Regions from separate parts of the Oryctolagus cuniculus genome. Here region 1 is linked to region 2. Evidence: chromatin contacts called from public Hi-C data. All regions are on one chromosome and are shown on one strand. The core of a region is the stretch at or near the end of the contact, and the rest is flanking DNA. Distances in the headings are between cores, read along the strand shown. Region 1 holds the start of JAK2 (Janus kinase 2). Region 2 holds the start of CDC37L1 (cell division cycle 37 like 1, HSP90 cochaperone).

Region 1 (6,242 bases), core at 903-3,402, 360 kb after region 2:
AGTAACAGATAGCGTGCCTAGTTGAATAATACATCATTACAAAATAATAGAAACAACACTTTTAAAAAAGATTTATTTATTTATTTGAAAGTCAAATTTACATACAGAGAAGGAGAGATAGACCAGGCTGGGGGGATGGGAGGTTTGGGGAGAGAGACAGAGAGAAAGAGGTCTTCCATTGCTGATTCACTTCTCAGGTGGCCACAATGGCCAGGGTTGAGACAGGCCTAAGCCCGGAGCCAGGAGCTTCATCAGGGTCTCCCACATGCATGTTAGGGGCCCAAGTTCTTGGGCCATTTTCTGTTGCTTTTCCCAGGCCATAGCAGAGAGTTGGATTGGAAGTAGAGCAGCCAGGACATGAACCAGTACCCATATGGGATGCTGGTGTAGCAGGTAGTGGGCTTTTGCTATAAGTGCAGAAACAGCACTTACTATAATAGATGCTTTTGCATTATTTCTAAATTATTTGGCTTTCTACAACAGGTATTTTTTTTTCTCCTCACAAAAGGTAAATATTCCATCTCTACAGTTCTTATGCTTTTCATTTTCAACGTGACTTTAAGATCAGCTTCAATACTTTGGGTGAGTTTTTGTTCTAGCTTTTACCTCCATGACCGTTTTTGTTTGCAAGAAAAGGGCTGTTGGTAATTTCAGTCTTCATATTCCAGTCAGATTTCAGATTTGCCACTGAAATAGGAGTCACAACTCCTATTTCTAATTTTTTTTTAAAGAAGAAATTTCTGGCATATTTCACCTCTAAGACTGTAGCTGTAGGAATGCAATTTCTCTGTAAATCCCTCCACCTTAGGGAGAAAACAACAGTTTCAGTCGATTGTTTATTTTAAAGGAGTCAGCATGAATTCATCTGCTCAAAGGCCTTTTGCAATGGGCCTTATGTAAGACTTTAGTGAATTTAATAAGGAAATCATTTAACCCAAAGAGAGACCTGAATAGCTGCATCATGTGTGTATGGGGGAAGCAGCACCTGTAAATACATCACTCCCTTCAGGTTGACAGGAGGGCTACTAAGTGAGAGAGGCCCCACGCCGTCTGGTTCCAGGCTACTTCTTTAACCTCGTCTCTTGCCACTGCCTCATCTTTCACTGCCCTCCAGCCACAGTGACAGCTTTCCTGGTCCCTGAATTTGCCAAACACGTTCCCTTTTCAGCATGTCTTTGCTAGTACCCCAGCCTGAAACTTTTCCAGGAGTGTCACAGGACTGGCTCATTTTCAACCTTTCCATCTCTGCTCAAAGTCGCAAACTCTAGGAGGTCGTGCCTGGCCACTGTAAAAGACCACACTCCCCTCACTTAATGCTCCATTGTGTTGTATTTTCTCGGTGACAATTGCACATCTAGCATATTACACACTTAAAACCTTTCTTTCTATTTTGTCTTCTGTCAGAAGGCAGAACAGCAAGGAACATGCAGGTTGTTTACCTAGTGTCTCCGGGGTCTACAGTCCAGTACCTAGCAGGCGCTCAGTAATTGAGTGAATGAGGATCTTTGGGAAAGTGGAAGTGGTTCGCTGGGCCTGGCTGCCAACCTGCAGGCTGCTGAGCACCTCATCCCACCCTCGCTCCTTTCCAGCAGTGGTGGCTGGAGTCAAGCCATTGGGATTTCATTGCCGCTAAATGGCGCGTGGGCGCGCATTCCTGCAGCCCGGGCGCCTCTTCCCCTGGGCCCAGCGGCCCGCGCTGGGAAAGAACAGGTCTGCAATACCCGGAACATGGAAGCGAAAGCTGAAAGGGGATGACGGTATACGGGTGGGGAAAGTCTCCGTGCGGAGGCAGCCCGGCCTCCTCCGGGCCCAGGCTGCTTGCAGGGGGCGCCTTCCAGGCCCGGCTGACTCATTCCCAGCCGCCTCCACGGCGGGCGGCGGCCACACACACGCCCTTCTAGGGAGGGCCCAGCGCCGGCACAGAGCCTCTGCGGGGCTCCAGGCTCAGCGGGCCTTGGCCACCTCCATTTCCTCGCGCGCTCATGCCCAGTGGCTGCCCTGAAAATCTCCACGGGAGTCCACCGGCTCCCCGGGAGGCCACAGCACGGAGGGCCACAACCCGGTCAGGCCCGCGGCGCGCGCGGGGAAGAAGGGCGGCGCACGCGCAGTCCCGGGCGCGCGTCCCGCGCCCTCCCCCGCCCGGCTCGCCGGCGGCCTCAGTCCGCCACCCACAGGCTGCCTGACTAGAGGCCGGCTGGGAGGCTGAGGCCGACGCAGAGTCCAAGCCTGTGTCGCCAACGGCGCTGAGAAGACGGTGTGGCCTGGGAGAGGGTGGAGACTACGGCCGTGACGGGCTTCCCGGCTGCCCTAAGTGGGAGTGGTGTGGGCTGCAGGAAGGAGAGAGGAAGAGGAGCAGAAGGGGGCAGCAGCGGCCGCGGCTAACGGCCTTCCGCGGCGCTGACTGGCTGGGCCGGCGCCCGGCTCTTTCGGGAGTTCGCGCCTCCGCCTCTGCCCCCTTGGCACCTCTGGCCCCCGGGCCCCGGCTTGCGGCGCACGTCGTTCGGAGGGCTGCCGCGGCACAAGAAGAGGCCTGGTCCCTGCCGTCCAGGGATGTGAGTGGGAGCCGAGCCCGCACGGGAGGGCCCCCGAGGACCCAGCCTGGCGGGCGCTCGGACCCGTGCCCACTCTGGGGGCTTCGCAGACCTGGGCCAGCCTGAGACGCCGGGTAAGAGCAGCCCCTGCGAGCTTGGGGGCGCGCCCTCGTCGCCTGGTCCGTGCAGCCGGTGGGTGTTATCGCTGCCCGGCCTTTGGATGGGAGCACCAGTTATCTCCCCTACCCTTTCCCTCCTCCCGATCCCCGCCTTTCCCCTGCTAGAGGCGGTAAACTTCTATACCAGAAAATCTTTCTCGTTAAGGCGAAACCCAGAAAGGAGTATCTTGGTTGCTGTTTGCATCCTGTCTGCCTTATTACTCCTCCCCCCTTACCTAGCCCTCTTAAAATTTCTAGACATCTTAGCCTAGAAAGGAGCATCTCTTTCTCCTGGGTTTCTGCGGTAGTAACTGCTTTATTATTATTATTATTATTTTAGGTTTCAGAAGCAGGCAACGGGAACAAGATGTGAACTGTTTGCCTTCTGCAGAAGGAAAAGAGGCCCTTCCTCCGCCTCCGACGGTTCGCGATCCTGGCTGCTGGGCTTCATCGCCTCGGTGAGGGCGAGGGTGTCGTGAGCCGAGTGCGTGCGTAGGAAGGCTGCGAGCGTGTGAGACGAGCAGGGCGCTGCGCTTACTCCTCTGACAATGGCAGTGCTGAACTTTCAGTGTTACTTTGGGAGAGGATTTTGGGGTGTTGATCGTTGCTACATTCCTTGTAGGTTTTACAAGTAATGGGGCTTTTCAGGCGAAAATAAAATGTTGTCCCTTAACCTTTCTCCTCCAGCAGCCAGAAATTCTTTATTCTTTCAAAGAGGAAGAAATGCTGTTGAGAGAACATGTTAGCTGTTCTTACTGGGGTTCTTGCTACCACATTGAATGCTTCCTGGATGGTTTTATCTGCCTCCGCTTGCTGTGTCGGTTGAATTTACCCAGTTTGTTTTCCGGTGGTTATTCATCTGCCAGGGGAAACTCCTTTTCTTTGAATGAAAGGATAAGAGTGACTGAGTATGTCATAGAGGGGCGGAGAAATGTGGAGAAGGAAACCAGAAGTGGGAATAAGGGAGATGACAATCACTTTTGGTTTCATAATAGCTTTGGGAAAGTGAGTTGTTGGGTTCCTGAAGATGTTCTGATGTAACACCCAGCAGATTGGGAGATGAATAATCACCTTTTTGACCTCTCTTCCCCCATCTGCCTTACTTTTTACCACTGCAGATGTGAGAGTCACTTGCTTCTGTGAGCTTATTTGTTGGCATACAAACTAGATGTATTCATAGTACATGTGTTTATCTGTACAGGAAAACTGTGTTTGTTGGCTAGGTAAGCATATAATACTTGGTTTTGCCCTAACTGAATGTCTTAAGTTTGTAGTTTATAACACGTTTAAATATTTGGTTTTGCCCTAACTGAATGTCTTGGGTTTATAGTTTATAATGTGTTTAAAGGACGGGTTAAGATGTAGTTTGTTTCCTTTAACACCTTTTCCTTAGTGATTTGAAACGGAGGTCTCAGGTATGGAATGGAAAACATGGTATCTTTTTTATTCACCTTCCTGTTGATGAAAGACAGGATAATTTTGAGGCAGAATAGAAAAGTGTGTTGGCTTTGGAGTAAGATATGGATTTAAGTCATGGTATTCTTGCCACTTATGAGTTGTATAATTTAAAAGTTCTTTGAACCTCACTTTTCTTAGAAGGTTGTTGTGAGGATTGAATAACATGCATGCAAAGTGGTAAATTGTTGACTACTGTGCAAGTCTTGGCTACTCTCATGACTGGCAATAGGAGATTTAGAGAAAGGCAGAATGACTCTGCTATGAGGTGATCTGCCAGAGACCAGTGTTTCTTCCTCTTTTGTATAAGAAGAAAAATAACTTTTAGATGGTGAGCAGACTAAGGGTCTTACAGTGTTTGAAAGAAAGATTTGATTCATTTCTTTTCATTGAGTCCTCTTTGTACTGCCCCTGCTTACTATTGTGCTGCCCTCTTGTGGTGAACTGTTAAGAACTTTCTTTTGCTCCTCGCCTTTTTTGGGGGGGACCTTTATAGTCCCCCTTTCTCAAACTGTGCTGATGTGCTCAGAGCACCAGTAAACTCATGCTTGAACTGTTAGTTTGAGGTAGTTCAGTTTCAGCATAATATACTGATGTTCCTTACTGCAATATCACGTCTTTATAAGGCTGTATTTTCAGAGGTTGCTCTGCTAAAAACCTACTACTGTGTGCAAATCAGTGTGGAACAGGAAATGACTGTGATAATGTCCAGTTTGAACCCAAGATTTGAGAAGTTGTATCATGCCCAACAAACCCTAAGTTGTAAGGACATGCTACATGGCTAATGAAATATCGAGGTACTTTAAAAAGTTTGTGGAAAAATGTAATTAAAATATTTTATTTTCATGCAAAATTTTTAAAAATCTATCCGTATTTTTTGGTAACGCACGTTGTCCAAGAACTTTTTGAAGATTCCCTCATATGTCTTTTTGCCAAAGTTACTAAGACACTAAGGGCTCCCTGAATGCAGATAGCTTGGGAGCCTCTGCCTTAACATTTAGTTGGCTTTTTTGATAAAATATAAATCTGGTTACAGTGGATTATGGCTTGATATATTTTTCTCTCCTATTAATATCTTTATAACTTCAGTTCTTTTATTTTGTAATTAATTCGGTTTCTTATTTCTCTTAATCAGTCACTTTTTTTTTTTTTCAGTACTGGTCTTCAGCTTCTATTTATCAATGTGTCCCAAATGACAGTCATCATTTATACCACTTAATTTCCTTCTCTCCTGGTCATATGGGTGTTAGTTTAGACATTATGTTTAAACTACTGCTTTCATTTACCTTGTATATTAACCCATACTACATGTTTACATTTCTTTTGCCTCTCATATTTCTGCTTTCCCTCCTTTACCACTCGAGCCTAGCATATTGGAAGTCAAGTCAACCTATTGGACTACAGTGTTTCTTCCCTCAGTTTTTCCTCAATAGAGATGTCACTGTAATTATTTTTATTTTAAAAAGGAACATTTACTTATTTGAAAGGCAGAGTTAAAGGGAAAGAGATGGAGAGACAGAGAGAGAGAGAGAGAGAGAGAGAGCGAGCTTTCATCTGCTGGTTCACTCCCCGGATGGTCATAACGGCTGGAGAAGTGATAGAGAAAGGTAGAAAATAGTTTAGGCCTGAAGTGATAAGGACCTGGACTTAGTGGAAATAATTCTGACTTGAGAGATGTCACAAGACTTCATTATGGGTTGGATGAAAAGGGAGGGTAGGATAAAGGAGTAATTAAAGAAGACTTCAAAGTTTGGTCCTCAATGACAGAAACTTGAAGACATCTCAGAATATCTGTACCAGTCCATGTTACATTTTGTGCATTAGAAATCTTGAGAACCAGAGAGATTTTAAAAGATGTCCAAATTACTCAATTAGTGTCAAAGGAAAAACGAATTTGATTAATGGCAGGCATGTAAGTAGTAATAGTAGATGGTTGAGGGGATCTAGACAGTTGAGGCTATATTTTTGATTTGTTGACTTTGAGGTTACAGTAAAATAGGCATGTGGAAATAGTAGAAGATATGACTAGAACTTGATAGAGAAGTTGAAATAGCATGATAGTGCTCACAGAGAAGAGTGATGGACCTGAGATTGAGTC
Region 2 (5,982 bases), core at 2,055-4,554:
ATTAACATGGTCTTTTAAGGTTCAGCTGGCTAGCTCTATGAGAGGAGTAGATAAATTATGACACAAAGCAATTTCTAAGGAATTCTATTATCCTATATAAGAAAGTGGGAGAGAATGATTACGTTTTAAGACTTAAGTTCCAAATATCTACTCTGCTTGGGTACTGGATTTAGACCCTGAAATCACCAGTGGCTCAAGATGAGACTACCTCTGATTTCATGATGTCTATTCCTTCTTCTAACAAAACATAACTGTGTTCCTTTTTTACTCTCGTCTGCCTTTATTTAATCCTGCATCTTGTCTTCTATCCTTGTTTCTATCCTTTATTTCCTATTCATTTATTCAGCACATTTTTATTGAGTTCCTACTATGTGCCAGATATTGTTATAGGCAATGCAGGTAAAAGGGTGAACAAGAAAAAAAACTGTGCTTTTGTGGAGTTTAGATTCTAGTGGGGAAGAAAACATAATAAATGAGTAAACATAAAAAAGATAATAATAGTATGATGAATGGTGGGAAGGAAAATATCAAAGGTGGTGAGACAGAATGTTACAGGTTAGAGCATAAGAGTCCAATTAGACTCAGCTGCCAAGTTGGTCTCTCTAGGGTAAGACATTTCACCTGAGAAGCATGACCACGACTGAGATGTTAAACGAGCTAATAGAAACAATATACTGGCAAAGGGAACAGCAAACACAAAGGGCCTGAGTCAGGAGAAATGGGTGTTTGAGGAATGGAATGGCCAATGAACATACTAACAGAGACCTAGAGCAGGGAGTTACGGAGTTACAAGATGACGCTGAAGAATTAGGTTGCCACTAAATTGCACAGCAACTTAAAGAATTAAAACAGTCAATGTGATTATTTACCTAACAGTCATAACCTCTTCTTCCTTGTCAACAGAACCCTAGTTGTGTTTGGACGAAAATGCATACAGTTCCAGGTAATAAATCATAATTTATTAAGCCAGTTCTGGCCAATAACATACAAGACAGTCACTAGAAGCTTCTGGAAAATATATTTATCCCTAATATAAAAGCCATAAGTAAATAAAGCTATTTTTGCCTCCTCTCTCGCTTCCTGCTTTAGCTGTTGTTATGTTTTAATTTCCAGAGCTAGGGTACCCATCTTGCAACCATGACATAACAAGCCTAAAGATGCAAGTCACCAATTGTTGGACAGTAGAGGAATAACCTGGGTCATTGCTACAACTGGCAAATGTTAAACCTATCCTGGGACCACAAAGCTTTATCCTTTTTGTTCAGTAAACAATAAATGTCCCTACAGTTTAAATATCTTTGAGATTTCAGTTACTTGCATTGAGAGAATATAACTGATATAGGTGGGATATGACATGATCTGATTTAGATATGTGCAGCAACTGTATAAATACATTATATAGTGAAAGAATGGAAGAGAAGCATGGACAACTTCTCCAGTAGTTCTCAGAAGGGAGCATGGTCTCCTGACCTAAGCAGAGAACAGTAAAGCTGAAGAAAACTAGATTCAAGGCACATTTGGGAGGAAAATCACAGGACTTGCTGACGGTTTAGACATGAACAGTGAAGAACGGTTTAAGCCCAAGATTTTGGACTTGATCGTGATGTCATTCATTGAGAAGACAGAAATAAGAGGTTTGGGGAAGGAAGTGGGATCCAGAGTTGTTTTTTGGATGTATTAAATGTACAATCTGTATGAGTCATTCAAACAGAGATGTCAAATCAGCAGGTAAGCATATTTCTCTGAAGTACTGTGGTAAGGTCAGGGCTTGAATTGCAATTTGGGAATTGTCAATTTAATGTTATTTAAAGGCACATAAGTAGACAAGATCGTCCCCGCCAGCCAAAATATGAGGAAATCTAAAACTAGAGGCCTGCTAGAACACAAAACTGAAGAGAAATAGTGAAAAGGTAGGGGGAAAACCATCATCACCATCAGCATCATTTAGTATTTTTGTAGAGCTTACTTTATGCCAAGCATTGCTCAACTCACCACGTGGCTTCATGACAGTAAAGAGAAAAAAGTGCTGTCCTTTTCTTTCTCCCTTTCTGTTTTCTCCTGTGGTTTTCACTCTTAAACTCAGTTGGTTTAGATGCAGTGCTTCTCAACTTTCATTTGTAATGATTAAGTTCTATAGTCACTGGAAAATATTCAAATAGCATAATAGAGGAGTTGAATGTGGAAAGATCCTCAGAAACTTTGCTCCCATCTCATCCACCCTAGGCAATCACTAACAGTTTCTTGTATACCTCTAGAAAATTTCCAGAGACTTGTTTTTACGAAACTAGGAGGACCCCCCCCCCATATATGTATGTATCTCCACATATATATCTAATTCTACAATGTGCCTTATTTAACTCAATACATTTTGGAGATATTTCTACTATCAGTAACTGTAGATCTACTTGATTCTTTTTAAAGACTCAAAGAACCCTACTGTATTAACAAGCCATGATTATTTACATTCCTCTTTTTTCCTTATCACTCAAAAAAATTTTGTAGATAAATCTTCGGATATTGGTGCAAAAATAACTGTTGGATAACTTCCCAGCAGCGAAATTGCTGTATGAAAGCACTTATGACTCTCATATGGTCAAATAACAGCTCTTTTTTGTCATATCTTGGCCAACATTTGGTATTAAGCAATTACAAAAGTTTGCCAATCCAGTAGATTGAAAAAATGGCGTCTTGTTGTTTTTATTTGGGCCTTTTAAATTGTGAGCAGAGCAGCAAGGCCTGATGGTTAAACATGCACATTTTGGAAGCTACATTCGGTGGGCTGGATTCTGGCTGTTCTTAAAACGTACGACCTCCGGAAGGCCTCATTTTTTTTCTTCTTCTCAAAAAAATAAATAAATAAGTAAAATTTTTAAAAGGATATGGCGCCAGCACAAATCTTCAGGGTTAAACGCCAGAAGTAAACAAACAGGGAGCCCTACACGGTTGCTTGAAGCCAGTTAGGGTCCTCCTCCTTCCAGCAGGTTTTGCAGAACTCGCTTGGTACCTGTAATTTGATATGTGAAGAAACAGGCTCTGCTTTCAAGAGTCGGCCCCCTACCCCGCCTGCTCCACCCTGAGACCTACAGTTCCTGTGTCAGTGTACGTGCAAACAAAAAGAGGCGACACGGTCGGTCCGCGCACCTCCCGGCGGGCAGGAACGCCAGACAAGTTTCTAACACGACCCGACATTCGCCACCGCAGCACCGTGAAGGTTAAGTCGTCGGCGCTTAAATGCCTGAGAGAACAAGTTTTAAACGAGAAAGGATTCTAAATCCACCCTACACACGCCCGCCGAGACGCCTCTCCGCGGCCACGCCCCATCCGGAAGTGACGCTGCCCGTCGGAAGCCTCTTCCGCCACCCGCCGGCGGCTCGGCCCCGGCTGGCGCGGGCTGTGCGTAGGCATCGCGGCCAGCGGAGGGATTGTGGGTAACGAACCCGGCCGGCTGGGGCGGCTGGCTCCGCGCAGCAGGGTCCGCTCACGCCAAGTCCGTTGGCTGTCGCTGTTATTGGGCCGGGGGCAGCGGGACATGGAGCAGCCGTGGCCACCGCCGGGACCCTGGAGCCTCCCTCGGGTCGAGGGTGAGGCCGAGGAAGAGAGTGACTTGGACGTGTCCCCCGTTTCCCCCCGCTGCCCGCAGCTGCCGGGCGGTGGCGCCCAGGTGAGAGGGGCTCGCGTTCTGCTGGGGGGTTGGGGCGGTGCTGCCACACAGCCCCCAGGAGTGCCGCGTCTCCCCGGCCCCCTTTGCCCTGTTCCTAGCTCTCGCGGGGCTGGGGGCCTGATGCCACCCCGCCGCTGTTGTAGCATCCTTTGAGGGAAGAAGAGGCGGCCGTGTGTTCTTTCGTTCGTTCCCAGCCTCCCCCTCCGCGCACACCTTTTCTTTCACCTTGGCTGATCCCTCCTCACCCTTGGAAGGCGTCCCTCTTTTCCCCCTCCCTGACAACACCCAGATTTGGGGCGGTTCACGCCGTATCTACCGTTGACCCTTTGTCCTCTTGTGATTGCTTTTATCCGAACACTTTATTAAGTCAGAGGCTCCGGCACTCTTGCCCACTCACTGTTGAGTTAGGGACAGTGCACGATTGTAGTTCGTGAGTCCCGCAGATTACACACGCGGGTTCACCCACGTTGGTAGCTGAGCAGATCCGTGTAAACCTCGCTTTTGACGCCGCTTTGGGATTTACACCTCTCCCACTCGCGTGTCTGGCTTCCCCTGTTTGGTTGTTTTGCTCCACGTCATTTTCCGATAAAAGCACAGAAGCACACACTTGCCTTTTTCTTTCAGACTTTTCCCCCAGGTACCCGATGCAACTTGTGCTTTCAGTCCAGTTTTCTTGCCCCTGAAACTTAATTCAAATAATTTTGAATTTTTCTGAGTCCTATCTTAGGGAGAGCTTGCCTGCGTCACTTTGTCCTTTTTTTTTTTTCTTTTTCCTGACCCAAGTGTGTTTTGGAAATATGTTTCAGGATTGCAGACTAAACACTAACATGGTCAATGAAATACATTGTAGATGTGTGCCTTCTGAACTCATTTTGCTAGATGTTAATGAAGAATGGTCATTTAAAACGTTTACCAATAAGTGGAGGATCATCAATCTTACGTCTGACTAACGGGATTACTTAGCTTCACACAGAGAAAGATGCTGTTTCATAACCACAGAGTGTTCTTCAGCCAGCGAGTCACTGGGAAAGTGAGAGCAGAATGAGAGTTGATGGGTCAGTAGTCATTCACTAATTATGGATCACTAATGTCATCCTTATATACAAATGTGTTATAAGCACATACTGTGTCACAGACAGAGGGAAGGAGTGAACACCAGCTGCTGTTGTCAATTTCGAAAGAATATGGCAAGGGAATGAATAATTCAATCAATAACTTCTTCAGTAACCTAATAGAAACTCAGGATTTTAAAAGTATTATTATTTTACTTGGGCACTTACAAACTTGTTTAACTGAAAGAGATTTTAAAAGTGAGTCAGCCTATCACTTTCCTTAAAAGTGATTTCTCTGAGTCCATATCGCTAGTTAGTGGCCAAGTTAAAACTTGAGTTTAGGACTCCTAATCCTGTATTTTTCCCCATCTAACTGTATGTCTTATCCTGTGAAGTACTGTAAAACTTTGTTGACTGAAACTACCTTTAAATGGTCTTAAAATTTGCAAAATGATTACTAATTCTAAATTCATAAGCTTATTACCTCTATGCTTTTGCCTTGCTAACTTTAGGACTTAAATTTTTGGAAAGAAGAAAATGTTTAATCCAATCTATAGGCATCTTATAATCTTTTTAACAAGTGTTTAAAAGCTTTGGCTTGGGGTCTTCCTCTCTTGGAACCCCCCTCCTGGCTGCTTTGGTAGGAGGTTCCCAATTTAAATAAATCTTGTTTTTCTATTAAAAAAAAACTTTGGTTTGATTTTTACCAATTATGTGGAATTTAGACATCTTAATGTAATAGACGATCTGTAGTCCAAACATCCGTTCAATGTAAAGACAGATCAGAATATAAAGATTCAGTAGGAGATTTTTGATATGTAGAGTTACATTAGCAGACATTAATGCTGAGTTCCTTTTACAGAATTTATGTTCATTAAAATTCAACGATTTTAATGTTCCCCTAAAATTTTAGTATGTTCACAGATTAAAATATGACCAAACTTTTAATCACTTGAGTGCATGTTAGATAGTTTGTCAAGAGGGCCACATGTTGTCTAGGTAGTCTGTGGAGAAGAATTTAAACATAAGTCATTTTTAGAATTCATTTGGTTTGAGAAATATTTGCTTGCACCCAATTTAAAAATGCAAGATACTTCCACTTATCCATATTACCATTCTTGGTATATCTTGGTATTCCTTCCAAAATAAGTTTTATAGCTTCATTTGTCTCCTCTTCTTGTCCCCATTTTAAGCATAGCTGCTTCACAGTTATGCTTGATCCTATTCTAAGATAGCAAAAAGTAAAATAAATGTTTCACTGGGTTAGTT

What was found. A called contact is a pair of places that touch in the nucleus more often than the background predicts.
Region 1: a contact with region 2 is called in a Hi-C map of an unstated tissue, with 2.4 times the contacts expected there. The contact joins the promoter of JAK2 here to the promoter of CDC37L1 in region 2. A contact is called at or near these places in 2 of 6 Hi-C or Micro-C datasets (ear pinna and an unstated tissue).

What each region holds. Positions count from the first base shown.
Region 1 is chr1:167,675,849-167,682,090 of mOryCun1.1, forward strand. It overlaps JAK2 (Janus kinase 2), which reads left to right and starts at 2,153. Exons shown (of 25, transcript XM_051846028.2): 1 at 2,153-2,665; 2 at 3,030-3,147.
Region 2 is chr1:167,312,449-167,318,430 of mOryCun1.1, forward strand. CDC37L1 (cell division cycle 37 like 1, HSP90 cochaperone) reads left to right here and starts at 3,305. Exons shown (of 7, transcript XM_051858356.2): 1 at 3,305-3,661. The coding sequence starts at 3,530. It overlaps SPATA6L (spermatogenesis associated 6 like), which reads right to left and starts at 3,332. Exons shown (of 16, transcript XM_070051625.1): 1 at 3,085-3,332; 2 at 2,940-3,004; 3 at 1,993-2,140.